2 separate regions of the Bombyx mori genome follow, and region 2 is linked to region 1. A link is a contact called in public Hi-C data. All regions are on one chromosome and are shown on one strand. Each heading gives the region's core, a stretch centred on a gene start, on an enhancer-like site or on the middle of the called end of the contact. The rest is flanking DNA. Distances are from core to core; before and after follow the strand shown.

Region 1 (7,313 bases), core at 353-2,852:
GGCCCGCTGCTATAAATAAAGACCCCAAGTTCCTTATTCTAATCGTAAGCCCTGCCATTTTTCGGAGATATCAAAAAGGATTTGAATGAATAGGAATGCTTTAAATTTATTCAATGTTTGCGAAGCAGCTGTCATTCATACTCCTAAATTTGAAGTACTTAGGTAAGTTCTCCTCGTTATTCCTGGACTTTAAATGTTTGTAGGCAGCGGCTTGGCTCTGCCCCTGGCATTGCTGAAGTCCATGGGCGATGGTAACCACTCACCATCAGGTGGGCCGTATGCTCGTCTGCCTACAAGGGCAATAAAAAAAAATTTAGGTATAATTATACTTTCATAGATGCGCTGTGTTTTATTTATACCGTCCAGTTTGTGAGCTGATAGTAATTGATGGCAAACCATAATGATATAAATTCTAGGTTCCACTCTATTAAAAACTTATATTAAATACATGATTTTGAAAAGGTACTTGAACTAACACGTTTTACCGATTTCAAAAAAAGTCGAATAAGTGCAACAATTCTTCGTGTGCTTGTTTGCATTGAATCTCATTCAACGAAATGTGACATTAGCATAGTAGTTTCAGTTAACATAGTACTTTCATTATTACTTTTCAATTATTAGCGAAACACGAAGATTAACGAATGTTCCCGTTTTGCTGCATCACGATTAATTTAATCCGACGGAACCAATACCCTTCGTTCATGCCGACAGATGGATATTGTACAATACACTCTTACAATAACGACGCTATCGAACACCAGATATTTCTTAAATCCTTGAACAAAACGCTGCCCTGCCATACAAATGCATGTGTAACAACACACTATACAACATTACTTGGTTATTATCATGTTTTCGAATCAAATAGAAGAAATATAACAATAAAGTTAACAAATAATTAATTTTGCGAATTAAGTAGTTTATCTTATTTGATCCCGTTTATTCGGTTTTTTTTAAATAACTTTGGCAGCAAATTTTATACTTATTGTCATATTTGTGCCAAAAAATCATGCTCAATTTATTTTATACAATTTTAAAGTAATCTAATGAGGGTCTCGGAAGTTTCAATTTATATAATAAGCATATCAGTAACTAAATTAATGAATTATACTAGTTCTAAATACAATATTTACAGATACATATTACAGTTACAAATCTATTTACCTGTAAGTAGGAACAGGAGCAATAAACGCCGCATGTTTGAAGTCTTGCAGGACCGGTATTTATGTGCTTCGGTACATCTAGTCTATGACATCGTTAATTGTCTAATTAAAAATGTTTACGCGACTCAGCTGATCTCTTCGTTTATTATGTTCGCTAATCACACACTCACGCACTGCGGGATCCGCACGCTGCAATGTCAACGGCCACGAGCTTACCAGAAAAGTAGACACTAGGCGAAAGCTGTCCCCCTATACAGTCAGCTAAACGACTCGTCAGAATATATTATTTGCAAAATTTATTCATTCATACAAATAAATGTCGCGGACGAAACCTAGACGAAAGTCACCCTCTGCGATGAAAACATCACACATGGCTCGAGTTAGTTCAAAGGGTCTCTGGTACACGCGATCGCAGCGCACGGCGGCTGACTCGCGAGTTGCGTGAGTGGGCCGGTAGCAGCGGGGGACAGGGGACGGGGGGCCACGCCTGCGCACCGCTCCCGCACCGCACCACCTCCAGTATTGACCGACGACGCCTCCTTCCTATATTTCACATCCTTTACTGCCTACTACGAACGGCTCTTTGAAAAAAAATATCTTAATTCCACCTTCTCCATTGAAATAAAATGACCAGGTCTATGATGCAATATAATTAAGCATGTTAAATAATTACGTTCGAGCAAGTCGGGCTTGCAAAGTAACAACGTCTCATAATTAATTTTGTAATAAATCTTACACTTTTATCGTCAGTCTTATTTTTTAATTCAATACTCAACAAAAATTCCAATAGCTACAGGTATGTGATAGCTCAAGTAATTGTCCAGATATACTCATAGCTATAATTGCTCTTGTTGGGCTTCAGCCTACATTTGCGACCGATGACGTCACTTTAAGTTGGGAGCGAAGAGATCCGCAAACCGAATTAACTTGGAACAAGGACATACTGCAGATTGCTATAAAACTTTTGTTATGTGGGTCGGTTACTTACAGCCTGAAAGTGTGACACATATTGCTTAACGCAATATATAAGGTACCGTACACAATGTCTGATTTACACTATACTCGTATATGATTTGCGAAATAATTAATCATTTGACGATGGCGAATACAGGAGAATTTGGAATATGTATTTCCCATTTGTGTTTCATATTTCCTAGTATAATAACCCAGTTTTTTGTGTAATAAAATTCAAAATTCGATTAAAATTACTGACAACTCTCAAACTGGATCTATTATATTTTCTCTTTTGTTTTATTATTGATCAGAAACTGATTGAGCGTTTCCATTATAACCATAATATTTGAGTGGTAATAGCAAATCTCGCAATAGCGACAACTAAATAGAAAATTAATTTACTAACAGATGGAAATATTGAACTGCATTTTGATATTTTTATTTTTTTCCATACCTATTCGCCGGTAACTTATGAGGCTATTCCAGCTCGCCTCGCCTACGCTTGGACGGGTAGGTGAGTTCACAGGCTCAACCTGAGAGAATTTGCTAACACTAATCTTAGTAAGACACGTATTCGTAGAATCTACCACCGAATCGGAATTGCGACCCACTGAAAAAATCCGGCGAGAAAATCAGTTAATTAATTAATAAGTTGATTTACTTTTAAAATTAGGACAATATGTGTAGCTAATACTAAAATACTTAATGATGATATTAAGTTTTGTATGATATACGAAAATTGTATTTTAAGATATTCAAAAGCTTTTGTGCTTACATTGGAAAAGGCATTTAAGGGTAAGACACAAGCTCAAATTAAAACTGGAAAACTGCCCAATATTAACACTGCCTGAATTTTCTTTAAAAAAGATTATGAAGTAAATTACATCAAGAAGCTTCTTTCCAAACTCTATTACGTAACTGATGACTCATGTATTGCCCTTTTGTGTTTTACGTAATACTTTAATGAACATGATACATTGATGAGATTTCAACAACCAACGATATCCAATAATACCCGCCCGGTATCGTCACCGCTCCATAGACCATCCCAAGGCCCAGGCCAACCCAAGTTCGAAGTTTACGGTCCTAAAATCGTTTCGGACTAACATATTATATTTGTAAAAACGCTTTCTCAGTAGGTATACGACACACAATTATATAAGCCTGTATTTATGACTTATTATTATTACCTACATTCAGCTTAACGCCAAACATAAAAATTATTAACTTAACAGAAACCACATAGATAGTAATTACCTACATTAGAATTTGATTAGAAGACTTTTACATAGAATTCTTTGTCTTTATTTGGCAAGAAATTTTTTGTTTTATTATTTTACTACACAACAACATTTCAGAACCTTTGTTTGATTGCAAAAATCTTATTTAAACGTACTTAATTAAAATAGGAATCGTCAGTAGACCATCAAAAATGTCTGAAACATCCGTTTGGCCTGACTATTCAAAAGTTAATAAGTCTTCAAAGAGACCCATGAATGCTACCCGCCGTCAGACGAAGTCGAAATCTTCATAATAGGTATTTTAAAGCGCTCATCCCAACCCATGAACCAGAGCGTATGATGACTTCGCGTAAGAGGATAGTTCCAATGGAATTTATTTAATCAGGAAGAATCCAAAAAGTCAACTTTTTTATTGAATAGACGGATGAACTAGCTCACGGTCGAACTGGTGTTAGTTGTTCAACGGAGCCCATAGACACATTGAGACTTAAGGTCTCTGTGGTATAATTTATAACGGCAGTCGCAACCTTCGTGAACATGTGTTAAATACATATACGTATACATGATCGCATCCACGCACCAATTTTTTTAAACGTATTTCAAAAAATTGCTGCGTGGATGCGAACACTGGCATCGTGCGATTAGAGTATTGCGGGCGTCTTATCCTTTAGGACTTGACGACTTCAAGATCTTAAAGATATATGAGCTATTTATATTAATATTTCCGTTGGTTTTGTAGTTAGTGACTTTAACTTCCACACCTCAATTCCCAGGTTCCATAATATGCCATGGGGCCTATTCAAAATCAGATATCATCTTTGTGAGAAAATCATAGTTTGGAACTGTGAACTCTGTTTTTTATGACACAGATAGATGAACGAGGCCTCGGCCCAGCTAATATTAAACGGATACTGGAACTCGTAAACATTAAAACATGAATATCAAGCCCCCGCATTTTTGTTTTTTTGCTAGCTAATCGCTGGTAGCTTATGGGGCTATTTCAACTACGCGCGATTTAGTTGGTGAGCTCACGGTACAAAACTTGCTAACACCAGCAGTGCTTCGTTGAATCTGTTACCAGATCAGAATCGCGACCCATTGAGAAGGTTCGATGTGACACTGGTGGTGTTTATGGGAAACTAAGAGCACCGAAAGTGTATTGGGTGAATCCGATAAGATGTGTTTAAGATAACGGCTACTTTTCGTTGCCCCGGCGTCGTCTGTGTCGGTTAGTAAGTACATAGCTCGTGGCCCACGATGAGAGAGCTATCGTATCGTAATTCGAACCAGTGACATAACCAGATCGGAGAAAGACCCTTGATAAGCCACGTGTGTAAAAAATACATATAAAGGACATAGCACTCAGGAAATACCAAAGAGAAAGGAATTCATTTCATTGTTGCATGGTTTAGACAAGAATCATCTCTGGAAACACATATTCCCGTAGTACCGAAAAACGGGGTGATTAGGGATTGAGAGGTGAATGGAGAAAAAACCAGGAAAATCTTTCGACGCTCAATATTAGTTTTATTATTATTATTATTATTAATTCTTTATTTCAGTTTTGTTTTTTAAAACCATAACATTTTGTTAGTAGTAATTACTTATATCTATGTTAGTGACTTAAAAAATCTAACACATAACTCTCATTATATATATACATTTTATACCATTACATTTTTTATTTTATTTTTTTCTCCTTCCAAGTGCCTACTGCAAAGGCTATTGATCAGCAGTCCCTCGATCTTGCTCGATATGATTCTCAAAAGACTGTTGCCACTGTCACGAACTCGACGCAATAACGATGCACTTCTCTTCCGCATTATTGCAAAGAAGTCATCGGTGTGAGATGTCGCAAACATTGTGGATGCACTACAAAAGCGCGGCAGTGACAACATCATCCTAAACGCATTATTATATTGAACGCGTAGGGCATTGTAAGCTCTCCGCGTGTATGTGGTCCACAGACTACTGGCGTAAAAATTCTGGCAATAAGCTTTAAAAATTGTAAGTTTGACATAGCTATCGCAACCAGTAAATCTGCGGGCCAGCATATTGCATCTTACTATCAACGCCCTACGCTCCCTATCTATATCACAATCATCCGTACCATCCTCTGTTACCCAGTGACCGAGGTACTTGAAGCGCTTGACTTGTGTAAGCGTTATATATTCGTTGCAAAATCTTCCATTTTTTGTAGTCTAATATGTAAAATGTTGTAAGTTCACAAAGCAACTCTGAATAAGCATGATAATAGCTGCTAACTTTAAAAAAATCATATTTCCGGGTAAATAAGGATATCCCCTATTTTTGCTTTTTTTGTTTAAACTGGAATGCTAATTACATAGTTTTAAATTGGATAACAAAGATACCCCCAAAACTCAATAATTTTGATCCTGATATAGCATTATATACATCAACAACTACCTTGTTCATCAAGTAGGAACTTGTCCCTAATCACCCCGTCTTACCGGTACCATGTTATTATTATTTTCTTCATTGATTTGTGCGTTAGACAAGCAAAAATAACGTAGCACATACTGGGCTGTAACAAAATCCGCTGAAACAAAATCAAAACCATGTAGGCTATGTGAAAAATAGAATAAAACAAATTTTGGTAAAATTTTATGAAATACAAATTTCAGAACAGACGGAAACGGAAAATATAATTTATTGGCGTGCGATAAAACAGCACAGTAAGTGTTGGAGGAAAATAAATTAACTCACCTTCAGTAAAATGATAAGATTTTAGTGAATGTTTAATGCACTCTTTGGGAGTATCTGAGAATCCACGTTCACCGATTTTGTTTCATTTTTCCAATGTAACCATAACTACATTGATAAGCACTAAGAAACGCTAAGCACCATATGTACTACACATCATTAAAATAAAATTAAAACATAAAACATAATTTCAAATAACTTGAATCCTCGCGTTCCCGCCAAAAATTTGTATCATAATCATTTAGACACATAGATGTCATACGTCAGACGTCAAAACTGAATCATAAAAATAAGGTAACTTTCGACTTCGAGTTCATGAGTAGATTGATTTAAAATTTTTAGAAAATAATTTTGTTGTGCACCAAAAGTACTAAAGCTTAAACTTTTCTTTAAGGCTGCAACAAAATACATTTGTCGTTACTATACCGCCGTCCACTAATAAGATCTGTATCTAAACTGTCTAATTTAAAAACATTCCATAAAAATAAGTACAAATTCTTCAATAGCAGTTAATTAATAGACACGGAAGCATTGTTGCAACATAGACGTGAGTATTACTGAAATAATAACTACAATTTTAAACTTCTTATAATATTAAAAGTGATACTTATAATGTTTTAATTATACACATCCTTACATGATGACTTTATTTTCATACAATATACAGTAGCCTGTTGCAGCAAAACTATTTTATAATATGCAAATCTCAACTAAAACGCTTCATTTTGATTTTTTTACTGTAATATGTATGGCAATGGAGCAGGACTATAAAATTGGAATACTGATATAAGGTCAAAAATAAAATTGGATCCATGAAAAGAAAAGTTACAGATTTACTTCTTAGAGTTGGATTGTATTTCGCTCCTTTAGATTTATTTATTGCTTATTTGGGTGGACAAGCTCACGGTCCACCTGGTGTGTTTATGGTTACTGTTGCTCATGGACTTCAACAATGCGTGGGCAGAGCCAAGCTCTAGCCTACCGTTAATAATTAAATACCGATTAAATTTTAGTGGTTATTCTGTTTGGGCCGTGTGGCTCACCATTGACCACACGACAGGCTTGTGTTGGCCAAGTATACAAAATGTGATTTTAATAAAAAATAATGATTTTGATCAGGGTTTTTGACTATTTAGAATAATATAAGCCAATTAAATATAATAAGTAAAATTGATGGCAAACACAAATCGGTGTCACATTAAGAAACTATAGCGGTGGTCACCGGTGACCA
Region 2 (6,845 bases), core at 13-2,512, 78 kb before region 1:
GTATGAAGTAAATATTTTGAGTATATAAATAAAACATATAAATAAATCATTATAAGTATTATCATTAATCAAACGATTTTAATGGATTTTATGCACATAAAATAACATCGAAGACATACCCATTGGACTTTAACTTGTAACTATACTTGAGACCTTAGAACTTATATCTCAAGGTGGGTGGCGCATTTACGTTGTAGATGTATGTGGGCTCGAGTAACCACTTAGCAACACCAGGGTGGCTGTGAGAGCTCGCCCACCCATCTAAGCAATAAAAAAAACTTTACTAGTATTGTTATTTAAATATGTACACCTAAAACAAAAACATAAAAAATAATGTGTACTCGTAAAAAAAAGATTAAGATATAAATCAATTATCGGTTATTTAAAAAAATAATCGATATATGAATTTCATGTAATTATTTTTCTTTATACTGACAACACTGAATTTAATCTGACTGACTGATACTTCGCTTGCTGCTTGTGGTGTTGTGCTTGCGTACAAAATGGATGTGTTTTGATTTTTCTTCGATTTATTTTACTTTTATCAATAACGTTTCATACTAGGACTAAAAAACATTGTGTGAATTGTGGTTTTACCCTGACCGAGATTCAAAACCGTGTATATGCTCTCCTTTGCTATTTTTAGATGATACTAATTGTGTATGAAGATGAAGAAAATATAGATATTTAAAGAATTAAGTGTGTTTTTATACCCTATTGTATAAAAATACATTAGGAACATCTTAAACATTAAGAAAAGAAAAGTTCTTGAAGTATCTCACAATCCGACACTTATTTATATAGAAAATTAACCTCAAAACGAGTTTTTATTTTTATTATATTTTTTATAATAGTGGCGTCAATTTCAATATATTTTTTAGATATCTAATACATTTAAGAATTTGAATCAGTACATTTTTATAGTAATATTTGATGTCCATCTTGGGCCTAGCACACTATGGAGAGTGGGCAATCCCCTTTTAAAGGATATCGAAGCGCGCGTTGTTTTATTTATTTGAAAATATTATCGCGCTCTTACATTTTTTTTTAAATCGCTCTTTTGTTTTTTCTTCAAGAAAAACATTTCCACACCTCAAGTAAATTTTTTTACAGACCTGATATTGTGCTGTTAATCGTCTCGTGACTGTCGTTTCGGAAACATATCCATTTTCTATAGCCGAGTCCGGAGAGATGTTAAGTTGAAGGCCAGATATCACACGAACAAGTAACCTTGAGATCGATACTTTGTCGTTACCAACACGGACTTCACGGACGCCGATAACACGACCTATTAACACGGGCAGACATAAACTAGTCATTATGTTTAACAGAGTGTATTAAAATGACTAGACGCGTTCTCGACGGCTTCAGGATAAATTTGTAATTTATATTATGAATTAAAACTAAAATTTGTAATTTAAAACGTTTGTAATGTTTTCTAAGATAAAGAGAAGCCTATTCCGCTCTTCAGCCCATAAACTATCTGTGTAAGAATAATTACAATATCGATTTCCACTGTTGCGTGAAATAATGATAAACCAACAAGCTAGCTTTTTTGTGATTATTGAAGAAAATATTACCTAAACATTAATATTTAAAATTGAAACTACTTTTACGGGTTATTCTCGCAAATTTATTGACATTATATTATATTACATTTTTGACGTTTCAAAAACTGACAGTTTTCCATGTCAGTCATTTGTCCGCGAGATTAAGCCGTTTAGATAGTTTTAATTGCATCTACGAGACGCGGAAACAAAAAAATACTATATTAAGATTTGCTACATAATATTTTTCCTTATTTAAACTTTAATATTTATTCTATCACAAAACCTTTGATGTCGCAAAGGAATGTAACTAGGCTTAGGAAAAATGTTTTTTTTATTGCCATCGAAAACATTTGAGTACAACAATGTTACAAAGCAAATCCGCACCAAGGTCTAAGAACTCTTTTTGAGACTCATTAGAGAAGTAACACGGGCATTTGGTGAAACAGCTACTCACCAGTTATAGGGGATAAGACTTGAACCTCTGTTCTGCCGGTACTCCGGCCCTGAAGAAGTTTCCCTCTTAATGTTGCGATGCGCAAGTCGGCGACACGCATCAACGACATCACGAGCTCGGTAACTTTAAGCCAAGTTCGACGAGACACGAAATACGACACCCTTCCAGAGTCGTGATCTTTTGCAAGAAAACGAGCGTACACCTGTAAATTAATCGTTTTTGTATCGGAACTTTCGCTTATTTTGGGTTTATTGAGATAAATTTCTCACTCGTTAAGTGAAATAAAATAAATAAATGCTTCAAGACATACGTAATAACATCCGTTTGTTTGAATTTAAACTGTAGAAACATAATATTTTAGTATTTAGTACAAGTATTTTAGATTTAGATATTACGATTAGAATTAAATGTCAGAACTAAGACTATATAGCGGATAGTGAATAGAGAAATTTATATTTATTATGGGCAGAAAAATTACTAAGCATTGTGGCTGAAATAAAACGAATTACTAGAGGGTGCACGAATTTCGATTGTATAGTAGTATTAAAATATATAAGGCACGAGACAATCAAATTTTTAGATGTCATTCTATGAATCAATAATAATAATAAGAAACTTGGAAGTATAAAAGGACGATAGCTTTTTGCCATATTTGTTAGATTAGGATTTTTTTTTAAATACATCCCAAATATTTTTATATATCACAACATTTAGACATTGTAACAAACAACATTTTATGGCTGTAGATGGCGAGGTATTCCCTGAGCTCATAAAGTTTAGGAACTCATATTGAGATATGAGGTTAAATTTAAATGAATAAGGGAGCAGTCGTCTGCGCCCTAGAAAACGATCGGCTATTCGACGCGACGGAAAAAAAATCTTAAGATTAAGCTATAAACACTTTAACTAAAACTAAAGAAAACGGCTCGTCAAATCCTAAGAAAATAAGTTTCAATGATCCCCACTCAACAGGCTTAAGCTAGGAAATTAATCCGCACTATTTACATACAGACTTTGAATGTGTTTAATAAAGTACTACAGATTAATAAAATCCGATTTCTATTACAAGATATTATTATTTCATAGCGTAAATAGTTTGTGAACACTTTTCAAGTAAGTGCGTATTTAATCAGAAAATTTGTTACTTGAAACAAGCCTTGAAGTCTCAACTCGAATCTGCATACGTTTATATGATAAATAATACAAATAAAAAGCCTTGAGAGACAAAAACCTCACCTGCGGCGTATATCTTACCTCTACGTTGCTCTGCTGATATCTCAATCGACAAGAGCGTTGATCCGTCAAAGAGTTAGTGCCGTCAGATCTAGATCCGCCCCAGCCTCGAGCCGACAATGATCGTCGCTGTCTGTCTTTTGAACTTGCATCGTCAGACACCTTCCAACCTAAGGTATATTTTGTAAATAACAATCCATACAAAAAAAAACGCATAGACAATGAAATATTCAACATAAAAAATTATGTTTTTGACTATACAGACTAACTATTATGGAGGCTTTATTTGAAAGGTGAATCAAAACGTTTTCCGATAAGACTTCCATCAATCATCATTTTATTTTATTTCTTAATTAATTCCAATCAGATTTTCTTCCTTCGAAGATCGAGCTATCCTGATAGTGAATTTAGCATTAAGCTTCAATCACTAAGCTTCTTAATTAAATATGAATAAAAAAATAATATTGAATCCTATTTATCGTCATCCATTATTATTTACGGTACATTTCTTGACATATAACATAATATTTAAAAAAAAACTACATAAAAAAAATTATTGACGCTGATTCCGTTTTATATAATTATTAAATACGTATTTTTAATATTTTTAAATATGAAATACATCTTATGAATTATTATTATTAATTAGTAATACAGGGTAAGACACCGTATTAGAATAATGCTTAAGATATAAATTTACAAAAGACTGGGAGTGTAAACCATAAGGCAGTGCTAAAAAACCTACCTTTAATTTGGGATAATCTGTTGTCATCCACATCAATTTCTAGAGGATTCTCAGGCATCCAAACAGTGAATCTTGCCAGGCCGGTGTACGTTCCGTATTTCACTATCACGGACGCGTTCGATGAGCCACGAATCTCGGAGCCATCTACATAAACGGAGCTGCACGACGATGACACCTGAATTGAAGCAATGGAGAATTTTTATTGAAGCTTACTAAAAAAACATTCTTTTCGCAATAGCGGTTAAGGTGGGTGGCGCATTTACGTTGTAGATGTCTATGGGCTCCAGTAACCACTTAACACCAGGTGGGCTGTAAACTCGTCCACCCATCTAAGCAATAAAAAAAAATCGGTTGTCTGTAAAGTCGGTTTACTGACGATAGTTGAACGTGATAACGTCATAAGAAAATACAGATGGAATGATTTCATTTTTCAAAAAAATTTTTAATTTTATTTGTTTGATAGAGATTTTGTATGGACAATTGACACCACATTCACTTTTTACTGAACTTCATACTTGACGAAAACATGTAAATGTATTATTGTATAGCAGCTGTCCACGTGGATGCATCGCTCACTCAAGTAGGAGAGAGACAGATGTCGAACGCTGCCGAACGCGGAGGCCGATTGTGCCTCTTTGTCGCTCGTTGCGCGCTCTCGCTTGCACTTCAAGCCTTAAATGTAACGCCTCAGAGCGAGGTAACGCCGCATGAGTCATGTTTTTGCGTGCGTGCAGCCGGCTCCATCGAATTATAAGACGTTGTCACGTCAAAAAAAATAGCGTTTTTATTTTATTGACCGTATAATTCAAACTGAAAATTTTCCAAAGTTCATTAAGTTATTAGATTATATTTTGTCGCTAGGAAAATATTTACGAAAGAAATTGCTTGCGTAATTCAACTTACCTTGAGAACGCTCTCGTCTTCCGAATGACAGGAGCTCTGTAATGTGACGTCAGCCACTTGTCCCGCTTGAGAGACTATGAGTACCTTCATTGACTGTGACACTTGACGTCCAGTCAATACGGCTGTATTCAGTACCTCCCAGTTCTGAGGACCAATTCGATTGTTGAACAAAAAATAAATTAGGGCAATTTATATTTATTTATTGCTTAGATGGGTGAACGAGCTCACAGTCCACCTGGTGTAAAGTGGTTACTGGAGCCCATAGACATCTATAACGTAAATGCGCCACCCACCTTGAGATATAAGTTCTAAGATCTCTGTATAGTTACAATTGCTGCCCCACACTTCAGACTGAAACGCATTACTGCTTCACGGCAGAAATAAGCAGGGCGGTGGTATCTACCCGCGCGAACTCACAAGAGGTCCTACCACCAGTAGTTACTCAAATTATAGTTTTTGCGAGTTTGATTTTTATTACACGATGTTGTTCCTTCACCGTGGAAGTCAATCTTTGTTGAGTACGTATTTCATTAGAAAAATTGGCAAAGAATGAAAACCTTGTTTTTTTTTTCAAAGAAATTAATAATCCGGCTTATCGTTTGTTTAGCACACACGATTAAAATGTTGATGAGTCGTTGCTATATTATATTTACATTTTGTCGTATTCATATCATAACTGTCATAGTTGGAGTCACGAGTCAGTGTGCGTTCGTCCTTCAGTAAATAGATATGGAGTCGCTCGGCCTCGCGCGGCACACCGCCCCGGGGCCCGGCTAATGGTCCTACGGTATTATTCAGATAAACTAATTGCTTTATAAATATTATTCCGTAACTTCATTATAGCGGCTGCCTCGGGACCGCACACGTTGCTTGCGCATTTAAATTGCTGGGTTCCTCCCAACAATCGCTTAATCTCGCCGGTTTCACCGTTCGTTTAAAACTGAATTAGGTATCGTGGTGTGTTCGACATACGAATTACACTAATTTCCCTTGTATGGCTATCCTATAACTTTGATATTGTATTATTCACGATAATCATTAGATATTATAAAAAAGCTTTCGGTTTCACAGCTTCGCCTATGTGGAGTGTACTAAGCATTGCGTGGTTGAAGGCCCGTTCTCGATAATGGGATAAAACGTGTATTGTTTTCCGTTGTTCAAAATAAATTCATACCGAATTATGTCAAAAACGGATGAATGATTTGGGCGTGAAAACGTAACGAATACATTGAATTGCCTTTCCATTCATAATAATATAATCAACATTTACTGGTGGTAGGACCTCTTGTGAGTCCGCGCGGGTATGTACCACCACCCCGCCTATTTCTGCTGTGAAGCAGTAATGCGTTTCGGTTTGAAGGGTGGGGCAGCCGTTGTAACTATACTGAGATCTTATATCTCAAGGTGGGTGGCGCATTTACGTTGTAGATGTCCATTGGCTCCAGTAACCACTTAACACCAGGTGGGCTGAGAGCTCGTCCAAACAAACAAACAAAATATTAATACAATTACTTGCTCTGTAACATACAACACAGTTCAAAGTTAAAAAAAATATTGCTTGCTTCAATACGCTTTTAAGCATATCTTGAAATTTGGGATTTTTTTGGATAATTATTTACGTATAATTAAATTAGGCCTTCGTATTTATCTAGATTAAAACTGTTTTTAATAAAACAATTCGGACAAGCAGTATTATTTTTGCAAGTTTTTTCTTGGTGTACTGTTTTGAACAAATGTTTATTCTAAGCCAGAGTGGGTTGCTATTTACTTATACATTAGATCTCATTGATCATTAAAAATATTGTATATAAAAACCTTTGAAAGGTACTTAAATAATAATAAAATATGGAAATGTATTTAAAATATGGCTCAAAACCCTCTTTTTTTGTGCGCTTAAATCTCGGATTAAGGTGATTTAAATATTAATTGAGAAAAGCAAAGGAAGCCGAGGCGTGTTGCG

What was found. A called contact is a pair of places that touch in the nucleus more often than the background predicts.
Region 2: a Hi-C map of midgut shows a contact between it and region 1, with 1.8 times the contacts expected there. The contact joins the enhancer-like site here to the promoter of LOC101740355 in region 1. A contact is called at or near these places in 4 of 7 Hi-C or Micro-C datasets (midgut, an unstated tissue and whole pupa).

Annotation. Positions count from the first base shown.
Region 1 is chr10:10,234,839-10,242,151 of ASM3026992v2, reverse strand. LOC101740355 (transmembrane protein 132E) reads right to left here and starts at 1,602. Exons shown (of 21, transcript XM_004923156.5): 1 at 1,165-1,602. The coding sequence starts at 1,198. LOC101739947 (peflin) reads left to right here and starts at 6,349. Exons shown (of 5, transcript XM_062670620.1): 1 at 6,349-6,629. It overlaps LOC134199585 (a long non-coding RNA gene), which reads right to left and starts at 5,523. Exons shown (of 2, transcript XR_009974140.1): 1 at 5,469-5,523; 2 at 4,884-5,230.
Region 2 is chr10:10,312,773-10,319,617 of ASM3026992v2, reverse strand. It overlaps LOC101740355 (transmembrane protein 132E), which reads right to left. Exons shown (of 21, transcript XM_004923156.5): 5 at 4,886-5,029; 6 at 3,983-4,157; 7 at 3,259-3,407; 8 at 2,005-2,206; 9 at 1,116-1,288. Among protein-coding and RNA genes, the nearest start is that of LOC101740715, 20 kb to the left of the region's middle. Within about 2 kb of position 1,262, at least 3 of the 8 cell types and tissues checked have open chromatin away from gene starts, as enhancers often do.